3 separate regions of the Mus musculus genome follow, and all the other regions are linked to region 3. A link is a contact called in public Hi-C and HiChIP or PLAC-seq data. All regions are on one chromosome and are shown on one strand. Each heading gives the region's core, a stretch centred on a gene start, on an enhancer-like site or on the middle of the called end of the contact. The rest is flanking DNA. Distances are from core to core; before and after follow the strand shown.

Region 1 (3,521 bases), core at 452-2,951, 93 kb before region 3:
GAGGCCAATTCAATGAACTAAAAAGCTTCAAAGCAACTCTGGAACCATAGAGATTGAGGTCTGCACAGAAAAGATGAGGAGAACTAACACAGAACAAAACCCCAAGACCACTGATTCAGGAGGATGTCAAAGGAGTGTTCAAAATCTGCAGTGTCCATAGTGTCCTATTTGGGAGTTTTCAAATTCTTATTATGCAGGGATTAGCACATCATGGATAGAAACCAAATTTCTGTCAAATTTCTACAATCCCTTGGCACAGTAAAATTTTATTGGTACACAGTGATACTTATTGATTTGTGGATGGCCTGTGGCCCATTTGCCATTACAAGGGGGCTCCATTTTCTTTAGAAATATGGGCTCGAAGAGAGTCAGTCCTGTAGTTTTATCATGTGTCCTGTAGTATTATCATATGCTTTATAAATGGGCCAGAGGTCTGACAACTAGGTACTGATCTTGTCTTTTGAGTATCTAGAATAAAAAAGACACGATAGGAAATCTTGACATTCTTGTTAATTTGGGAAGCAGTGAATTTGTGGTTGTCAGTAATCCGAGAGAACCACTCTCTGCTACCAAAGGCACACTGTTAAAGCAGTTTCTGCAAGATGTCCACCAAAAGGATAGCAAGGCCACATAATGGGCAATTCTCAGGCCTTGGCTGGTTAACAGAGGAGTTAGTGTATGAGGGGAAAGTGAAAGAGGGGTTATTAATTTCTCTTTGTAATCCCACAGGCAATGCATTGCAGCATTCCACGAGGGATGTGGATGTTCTCATTTAGAACTGGGGTTGTCAAATGACGTCCAAGGGGCAAAGCACCTAAACTCAGAGAGTGACAGGCATCCAGAAAGTCCTGGGCTTACTGTAAGCCTCCCAACGCTCCTCCTCTCAGTCTTGACCATGTGCACAGACCATGCATGTTCTACACACTCTCTATGTATGAATCCACTGAGCCTGCAGAATGACATCGGTCTGAGCTGAAAGCACTGTCTTGTACCCTTTTCATAGGCACAGATCCCATGAGTGGCCACGATATAATTTCTAGAGCTTCCCTTTAACCACTGAGTAAAATACCTATATGCTTACTACACAATTAGACAGTAGAATCACTTTTAAAGTGTCACAGTAGAGAAGTCCCATATTCTAAGGCATGTGTGCACAATAAATCTGAGGAAGTTAAGGAAATGCTATTACTTCCCGAAACCATAAAGTCATTTTGTAAATTTCCTACATTGATGGTATTCAGCTTCCACTTATGAAAGGAATACGCATCAGTAATTTTTTTCATTTAAATAAACATCCTTTTGGTCTTAGGAAAAAAATACTTTTTAGTAAACAACGGAGGTTTTGCCTAGAATAAAAATAAATCCCTTGTTAATGTATGATATTAAATAGAAGCAGAATGAAAATGGGAGACTCTGGCCAACCCTATCCACCACTTTCTTTTCAGAAAGCAAGGGCTGCACAAAGTAATCAAAGCCAGCTACCAGGGGAAACACAGGGCTGAGGAGGGGGAACGGAAAACAAAACCAGGATGCTATTATTCAGCTCTGTGCAGAGGTTTAACAAGGGCTATCAATCTTTCTTTTCATGAACACTAAACCGAGAAAAGAAAAAGCAAAATACAGATCTGTCTTCATAAGCAAGAGCTGCACGGACTAGAGATGGGAAAAGCTGAACTGACAATGCCCAGCCTTGCGACTTGGAAAGATGCTTGCATTCCATTCCCAGACGCCTGTCTACGATTTTAATCATTGTGTTTTCTGCCCTGTGCTGACAAGGGCTGCTGGAGCGGTACTGTCCAGTGCTTGCCTTTCAGAGGCAAAGGTGACAGCCACACTTTAATCTCTATATCTTTCTAAACAGTTCGTTTTTCCTTCTATAAAGCTGGCATTCAACAACAGAAGGTACTGCCAGATCTTGCGAGGGCCAAGAATCAGGCCCAGAAAGACAGGCTTCTTCAGAGTTTAGTTTGTGCTTCTTGGGGTAGCTCTTTCTCATCAAAATATGCTTTGTGCCACAACTGTATCTTGTAATTTGCAAGGTTGCACAATTCTGTGTGGGAGTGGGGATATGCATGACAAGATTCTCATTGTCTGAGTTTCTTACTAAGCCCTGCATATCATGTTTTCTAATGGAGATATGAAGTTCAAGTTATAAATTAAGCGTTATAGGAAATGTATGCATTTTCTGAGATTTTATTCATTTACTTTTTAAAATCGTAGTTGATTACTTATAATTCATACTCTAGTCAAACCACTGACTTATGATCCAACCACATTTTTTTTTTTGCTTTTATAACTCATACTGTTTTTTTTTTCCATTTTTAATTAGGTATTTAGCTCATTTACATTTCCAATGCTATACCAAAAGTCCCCCATACCCACCCACCCCCACTCCCCTACCCACCCACTCCCCCTTTTTGGCCCTGGCGTTCCCCTGTACTGGGGCATATAAAGTTTGCGTGTCCAAGATTTTATCAAAAGGACCCAGATGTAGCTGTCTCTTGTGAGACTATGCCGGGGCCTAGCAAACACAGAAGTGGATGCTCACAGTCAGCTAATGGATGGATCACAGGGCTCCCAATGGAGGAGCTAGAGAAAGTACCCAAGGAGCTAAAGGGATCTGCAACCCTATAGGTGGAACAACATTATGAACTAACCAGTACCCCGGAGCTCTTGACTCTACCAACCACATATTATAATCAAAGACTCCCAACAAGTTACTTAGATATTTTTAAGCTGCTAGTTTCTTAATGGTAAAGTCATTCATTCAACAGATACTTATTGTGCAGTAACTACATGTTAGCACTGATTTGGGTGCCAAATATTTGATGAATCTGAACAAAAAGTGAGAAAGCATGAGTGACTCTTCACTCCTCAGGGAAGGAGTAAACAAGGAAATGAAGTAGTAGATATCTTGGACTTCATAAGTTCCATGCTGGGACTGTATACAGCATCCTCAGAGGATGATCTTCTGGTACAGAGAATATTTGGGTAGTGTAACTAAAAGACCTTGCTATGTGGCAATGAAATGACCCTGGAAAGATAGAATAGCATCAATCTGGAAATATGGCATCTATATAGGACAAGAGTAAAGAATACAGCCTTTCCAGAAACAGATGAAAATGCCTGATGGGCCAGGTATGGGAGTTTAAAAGGAATGCGCTGAAGAGTTCAGGTCCTAAACACAGGTACTAGGGAATGCAATCAGCAGTGGATGCTAGTCTCTGCCCTTGAGTGATGTGATGAACAGGATCTGACTATTGTTCTGAAAGTAATTAAGTCTGGCTCTTTGTAGAAAGTTTACATGGAAGCTATGGTAAATGTTAAGTGGACAGAAAAATCGTACCACTGTATAGGTAGGGCTGGATGAACAACAGAGCTGGTCTCGTATCAGCAGATTCAGTGTTGAGTGTAAATCTGTAAACCATGCTGACAAGTAGGAGAGAAAAAGACAAAGAATACTTGCCAGGAGAGTATTTTTAAATGAAATAATTTCTAGTGCCCTATGTAAGTAAACCTTA
Region 2 (3,611 bases), core at 181-2,680, 92 kb after region 3:
AGGTGTAAATAAGCACAGCTAACAATAATATGGGACAATTGATAATTTATTATTAAAAAGTTCTATAAGATTTATCAATTGTTTATCTCTGGTATTCCTAATTAATAATTTTATCCACAATTGACCATGATACCATGGAGGCTGAAGGATACTGAGTCCAGAAAATACACAGCAGTCATAAGGGACAGCTACTGTAAAGTCTCTACATGGCCTACTTGGCTATTGATTCCAAGCTTTTGTATCCCATCTCCTTCCCTTGTTCACCTGCAATCCCACAGTTAGCCTGTCCCTCCTTCTAGGTTACTCTTCTCTGTCTTCTGATTTAAATACGTGTTAATGATTTCTCTGTCCTGAATGGTCCTTCTAATATCTACCTATATACCAATACCTCAATAGTCATCTCATGGTCAAGTTTCACATTCTCTCTAAAGCCTTCTCTGAATCTATTTAATAGCAAATGTATTTCTGGATTCATAACCCAACACTCTAGAGCCTTCTTACTTGATTTAACTGTGTTTCTCTCTAAAGCACTGGAGCCTCGTGTGTTAGCTATATTGCAGAAAGATTGACTTAGCAAGGATTTAAGTAAGCCCTATGACTTCAGGGGAACTTTGTTCTGTTCCTTTATTATTCATTGTTCAACAAGGATAAAGAACAATGCTTGGCACAGTTAGATGTAACCAATGCTTGCTGCATAAATGCCTTAATGAATACAGCTTATACTATAGGTGGTAAAATAAGAGAAAATGAGACATGTTAAGGAAAGAAACAAATAAGCATCAAAGAATAAACAAAATTGGTGAAATGTGTTAAAATAGGACAGTTACAGAAGACCAACAGTGAGTTACCTTCTGGGCAGAGAAGAAACACAAGACAAGAAGCCTCTTTGCCTACAGTCCTGGGAAAGCATCAGCCAGAGTAAGGCAAATAGTAAATATCTAGCCTCCATGATGCCTTCAAGGAAAAACATCATGGATACTATTCATATGGTGGCTAAGAAGTTGAGTTGAGGTCTGAAAAATGATCTAACTGGTCTTAGTGGCCTTGGAAGATGATGCCCTTATGAAATTGACCATGTCATCAATACAAGTGAAAATTTGAGGCCTCATAATACAATCATTTCCAGTAAAGCATTTCTAAGTTGTGCATAAAGCAACTCATTTCATAAATGTTCCAGAACATTTTGTTGACATTACATGCCATTGTACACTGGAAGAAGGAAAGCACCTTTAAAAAATTGAGTTTTTAAGTGGAAGGAAGTGGTTAGACTGCTTGGTGCCGGAACACACACTTCTGAAGTCACCCAGATGGCTGTCTATATGACATTTGCTTGTTTTTCGTCAGCTTGGGTTGTGACAACCTTGTACTTCTCCCACCTGTTTGGTGGTTTTGCTTTGAATAGAGTCAGGCAGGGCTCCAGACACAAAGCTGGAGTCTACCTGAGGCTGAAGCTCTGAGTAATACCTCAGTGGCAGCCTTACATAAGCAATCCTGACCTAACTTCTGCTGAGACTGAACTTCCTTTAGAAAAACAAACAAAATGACCCTGTGAACTCATGACATATTGTCATGCCATTTCTAGTTAAAAAAAAAAAAAAAGTGTCACAACATTTGCACTTCCACCACATTAAATAGGTTAAAGGAAGGAACTGTGAATGTGCTATTGCAAGAGCTTGTGTATCAAAAGCATCACTTTCTCTCGGTTTGAGACTTTCATTGCCCACTCCCTACCATGCTGAAAATGATTTTAAAAACGTAATTTGTTTCCAAAAACATGAACTGCTAAAAGAATCTTCACTAAGTAAATTAGAAGATTCTGAGATGGGAGAAAATTTATCATGGTCACAAGCACCTTAGCATTGCTTACAGTTTTCAGATGTAGTTATTTTATGTAATTATATTAGGATTAAAAATGAAAGTGTCACTAGCACATGTGAGTAGCACTAGATGCACTCAGTGGTTTGTAAATAGAAAATTAATTGGAAGGAAAATGTGTTGGGAGAACAAGGAGAAGTTAGTGTGTGTGGGGGGGCGGTGAAAGATACAGATATGATTTAGATATATTCTATATTATGTGTAAAATTTTCAGAATAAATATAATTACTATTTTAAAAAGCACAATTCATTACCCTGTTGATGGATAATAAAAAAAAACAAGTTCAGAAAAAATATACATATAGTACATATGGATTATATATAATATATTTAATACACACATATACATATGTGTGTATGTATGTATGTAGGTATTAAACCCTATCAGAAAAAAAACAGAGTAATTTGAGTTTTGTTGTTTTTTCAGAAACATTGAACTTAACAACAGTTTTAGAGTTTGTTAGAATTTAGTTCCATGTTTTCTATATTGAAGTCAATTTTAGCAACATCTATATTGCTTTATGGTCCATCCTCTGTCAGTCAGATAATGAGTTCAACTAAGAAATATTATGTTAAATTATGCAGAGACTGAGAGACCTTGGGACACTCAGTCCTTCTTAAATGAGATGTCTCCAACAAATCCCTCCCCTCACAACTTGGGGGAACCCCAGGAAGAGGAGGCAGAGAGAATTTAAGAATCAGAAGGGATTGAGGACACCAAGAAAAGAAGGCTCTGTAAATCTATGTGAGCATAGCTCATATGAGCTCACAGAGACTGAAGTAGCATGCATGTTGCTTGAATGGGTCCACACCAGGTCCACAGTGAGTATAATATGGCTTCCAGTTTAGTGTTTTCATGGGACTCTTGAGTGTGTGAGTGAGTGGACGTTTATTCAAGTGTCTTCTCTTGGTCTTTTTTCCTTCCGTTGGCTTGTCTTGATCAACTTCAGTGTGATAGTTTTTGTTTTATCTTATTATATTTATTTCATTGCTTTTTTTTATATAAAGAAATGAATGGAAATCTAGACATTAGGCGAAAAGTTAAGAAGTGAATTTTTACTTATACCTTCTGGAAGAGTGAAAATCAGTTTTCTCCAGTAGACTGACACTGGGTATATCAACCACTTTGTGGGGTTTTTTTCCCCTCTTTTTCGATGTAGTTTAATGGTTTCTTATTTTGGGAGAGTTTTGCTATATTGTATATTTGTTTCCTTTTTAAGAAAGAACTTAAAATTGAGAGGGAGAAATAGAGGATCTGGAGGGACTTGTGGAAGAGAGAAAATCTGATGTTTTGGTTTTAATAATGAAAAATATAATAATAAAAAATAAAATGATATATTATAGGGTTAAATATTCTGATAATAAAGATCAGTAACTTGGCTTTTAAGAAAATTCAGTTTTTTTAAAGTCACGGCATGAATTTTTATTTCCAGGATTATCCAAAACTAGAAGCATTTTTCTAAAGAAACACGATAGCAAAAGAATTGTACTTTCTCTTAACAACCAACCCTGAAATTATATTTGAATGACAAAAATTACTTATGTCTTTAGGAACCTATAGGAACATTGAAACACTTTAACATAACAAAGAAGTACAAGGTTTACATGCAGAATATAATTCAGACAAATAATCATTAATTATAGGTTTACTAATCTCATTATTGTTGGGACCAAATTTTAAAGAGCTGCAAAACCATTATATAAGAAATATATAATATATGTCTTGTACTCATGTT
Region 3 (3,528 bases), core at 68-2,567:
CCTCTTAGTGTGAAGACCCACCTTAAATATGTGTTCAATCTCTCCTTGGACAGGAGCCAGGGGATATTTCCATTTTAGGATATAGCCTACTTGCACGACCCACTTTTATTTTCTCTCTATTAAACATTGTTAAACAGTGGAATACCAAGTGCCTTTGCCTTCCATATTTCTCTTGTAAGTGTATAAAAGTCATGAATAAAAATCTTGTCGTTATTCCTTGCCTTTAAAAAAGTTACCTCATCCATAGCCACCTTCCACTTACAGGCAATGCTCCATACACTTCTGGTGCACAAAGCTTAAGTGAAGAGAATCGATACTGGGCTTGTAAGTACAAAGCTATTATTGGGAATAACAATGACATCCGATTAAATGTACTTTTAAAAATAGCGTATTCCAATACTTAAAAAAAAAAATAAACTTATGTGCTACTAAGTGTCCTATACTTCAAGGACAAACTTGGTATCTCTCATCTAACTTACAAGAGCCTGAGACAGTTTTCCACACAGCGTATCTTATCACTTCTTGTATTTTTTTCTAAATATCAAAGGCTATTGTTCACAATATAATTTCACAAACCTTCCAAGTCAAAGAAACTCCAGATCGCCACCAAGAAAACCAAGACTAAAGAAAACATCAGAATGAAGTAAAATAAAAACTTACTTCAATTAATAGATGGACACCAATTCTCCCATGAGAACTGCTTCCCACACTAAAGGTGAAAGAGCTGCCTGGTAACCGCACTCCAGAGAGGTCCCCTGGTACAGTGCTAGGTTCAAGCAGGTGGAGGCCGAATGATTGTAATTAAAGTTAATTAACAGGGCTGCCCTTAAGTGTGTAACCAGAAGGGTGTGGGGGGTGCAGGGGGGAGCACAGAGCCCCAAGTCATTACCTCCACCGAGAAAAGAACTCAGCGCCTGGAACTTGCCCAGGCAGTTTTTGGTCGGGGGCAGAGGGGGATGAGACAGTCTGATTGACTGGACTGTCAATCGTGCGGGTCAAATCCCAGAAGCAAGCGCAGCTTTCTAATCACTTACCGCCTTTGGTTTCTCTTCCGACGCCCACTCGCGGGACGCGCAATCCGAGCGACACAATCCAGAGCCGCCCGAGCACTCCACGCGTCCCGAAGCGCTGCGTTCTCGCACCCGGGACCGGACCGCGGCCAGCGCACCCCGGGGACTCGCCTCGCTCGCGCGCGGCCCGCGAGCCCCGGCAGCGCAGCGCCGGCTCGTCCCCGTGGGGCGCTGTCCCCGGCGGCGAGCGGGCGGACCCCGCGCCGCACCTGGAGGCGGGAGCGCGGCTGGGCTCCGCGGGCGAGCGCGCAGCCCCGGAAGCCGCGCCTGCCCGGGCCGCCCAGGTGCTCGGCGCCGCGCCCGGCTGCTTCCTCCCGAGCCCCGGGGGCGGGGATCCGCGGCCGGCGGGGGCGGCCCGAGCTCAACGGCGGGGGCGGCGGGGCAGGCCGTCCCGGTTCGGCAGCATTGTTGCGCAGCTGAGTCAGCCCGCCTGCCGCTCGGCCGCGCCTGCCGCCCAGGCCACCTGGAGCGCGTCTGCCCAGTGGCGACCCTGGAAGGGCGCGTCCCCCCGGGGCGGGGGATTGGCCCTGCCACCCTCCCGCTGAGACCCTCGCTGGGTTACAGATACACGTTGCTGGGACTGTGTGCGCTGACCTGGGCGGGTGGCCAGTGGGGTGGATCCTGCCGCCTCTGAATGCAGAAGCGCTACACTACCCAGAACTTTCCCTGTAGCCTCAGTGTTTCCCAAACTTCACACACATCTAGGACACCCTTTTGCCTAGGTTCCAGGAATAAGTATATCCACCAAACCCAAAGTCGGATTCTCCCCAGTCACCGCTACGACCAAATTCTAAGATCCCTTTTTTTAGATGAATCTCAGGAGGAGGAGCATAACACCCAATGGCCTGAGGAACACTTATCTCTGGGAAACTAGGTCTCAAACCTGGGGGTTGTTTGAGTCTGGAAGGCCTTTCTGTCTTTGAATCAGTCCTTAAATGATCTTGGTGATACAATGAGAAAAACAAAAAGAGAGAGAGAGAGAGAATCCCAGAAACCTACCTGAGAACAAGCAGGATCCTTGCTGACCTGCTTCATACTCCTGTTTTGAGTTTGTTGTTTGTTTTTAATAGATTACCTACCTGAGTTTCTCCCTCAAAACATGAAAGTACTTACTTATCTTCCTGCTGTATCTGTTGACGAAAGTGAAGCAATTACAGTGATGCGGACCTTATTATGAAAATAAGCTAATGGGTGAAGCTCACAGGGTGAGAGGCTTCCCAGGAGCTCAGGCCTTCACGAGTCCACATCACCAACTGCCATCCAAAACCACCATCTTTCCGGGGGTAAAGAGGGGCTTGAGCTGCAGCATCCTTTACACAGAAGGTTTCACAAGAAGGCCCTGGGCAAATTGCCTTCATTTTCTCCCAAAAGACTTGCAGAATTCTTTTTGTCTGTGTTATTTTTCTTTTGTTTAATCTTTGTTTCTTTCTTTTTATTTCTTTATTTTTAATTTATTAATTTATTTTGCTTTTAGTTTTACTTTCCACGCCATTTATTACAAATTTTCTGTGAGTTGCTCTTTCCCGGACTCATCTTCCCCCTTTGCTCCCGGTTTCTTTTTCTTTCTCTCCTAACAGCGCTCATATATTCCCACCACCACCTCCACACCCCCAATCTTCATTAGCCTTCTTAAATCCTTCTCGGAACAAGTCAGGCCATCAAATATACAAGTATTCTTACATCAGTTATGGTGTCTCGCGGGGGGGGGGGGGGGGGGGGGCAACCTTTAACATGTTACTTTTCACAGTTGCTTTTATAAGATAGTTTGGACGTGTGTCCTTAGACCATCTTAGTTCCTTAATCATGCCGTTCAGTTATCCGAGATTTTCAATTTTTTTTTTAATGTTGGATAATTTGAGCATGCAACTCTGAAGATACACGGTAAACAACTACAAAACAATCTCTAGATGCCATCTCTCCCAGGGGACAGACTATGGTGCTGCCGGGTAGACGTGTGATTTAATAGCCATTGTAGTAGGCAAAATGCCTCTCCACTACAGACTGCATACACCACTCCTGAGTGCTAAGTTGGTCTGCTGAATCTTCATATGCGGGTTTGGAGGGGTGGGGTGAGGAGATAGCTCGGGAAAGATGGTAAAAGCTACCTTTTATTAATTGCTTGTTAATCACCAGTCTCTAGCCAAACAACTGATACATATTTTATAGGTATGCCACAACTCTGAGCTGAAATAATTCTTCCAGTTTTATAAATGCGGGTTTAATTGAAGATGAAAGAGGCTCAGTAGTGAAGAGCAGATAAATTGAGCACATCTAAGCTGTATTAGTACAGCATAAATTATTTAAGTGACGCATTAAGAGGACAAAGTGGACAAAGAAATTGACTTTCTATAAGAATTAAGATATGGAGATACGTCCTCTGCCAGGCTTCTGGAGTGGCAATCTGTACTCACTATTTTCCCATCAAGGCTGGAATTACTCCAAGGTGACCTGCCCCTAC

What was found. Hi-C and Micro-C count contacts between places; a contact is called where the count stands out from the background. HiChIP or PLAC-seq counts read pairs in DNA pulled down with a chosen protein or histone mark.
Region 1: a Hi-C map of astrocytes shows a contact between it and region 3, with 1.6 times the contacts expected there. The contact joins the enhancer-like site here to the promoter of Arap2 in region 3. A contact is called at or near these places in 1 of 484 Hi-C or Micro-C datasets (astrocytes), 2 of 115 datasets of contacts at active chromatin or transcription factors (bone marrow-derived macrophages and microglia) and 2 of 9 other capture datasets (adipose tissue and pancreatic islet).
Region 2: a contact with region 3 is called in a BATF HiChIP or PLAC-seq map of CD8 T cells, with 41 read pairs. The contact joins the enhancer-like site here to the promoter of Arap2 in region 3. A contact is called at or near these places in 2 of 39 promoter capture datasets (both in the C10 cell line), 1 of 15 datasets of contacts at CTCF or cohesin (CD8 T cells), 36 of 484 Hi-C or Micro-C datasets (B cells, the C10 cell line, CD4 T cells and 19 more), 14 of 115 datasets of contacts at active chromatin or transcription factors (the 230-238 cell line, CD8 T cells, bone marrow-derived dendritic cells and 8 more) and 2 of 9 other capture datasets (adipose tissue and liver).

The regions. Positions count from the first base shown.
Region 1 is chr5:62,671,315-62,674,835 of GRCm38.p6, forward strand. All of the region lies in intron 15 of Arap2 (ArfGAP with RhoGAP domain, ankyrin repeat and PH domain 2), which reads right to left. Among named protein-coding and RNA genes, the nearest start is that of Arap2, 93 kb to the right of the region's middle. Within about 2 kb of position 1,702, at least 37 of the 459 cell types and tissues checked have an H3K27ac peak or open chromatin away from gene starts, as enhancers often do. A contact at or near this core is called in adipose tissue and astrocytes, where this site is marked.
Region 2 is chr5:62,857,096-62,860,706 of GRCm38.p6, forward strand. The region is part of intron 8 of Dthd1 (death domain containing 1); the gene reads left to right. Among named protein-coding and RNA genes, the nearest start is that of Dthd1, 47 kb to the left of the region's middle. Within about 2 kb of position 1,431, at least 63 of the 459 cell types and tissues checked have an H3K27ac peak or open chromatin away from gene starts, as enhancers often do. A contact at or near this core is called in the 230-238 cell line, B cells, CD8 T cells and 16 more, where this site is marked.
Region 3 is chr5:62,764,860-62,768,387 of GRCm38.p6, forward strand. Arap2 (ArfGAP with RhoGAP domain, ankyrin repeat and PH domain 2) reads right to left here and starts at 1,318. Exons shown (of 33, transcript NM_178407.3): 1 at 1,035-1,318.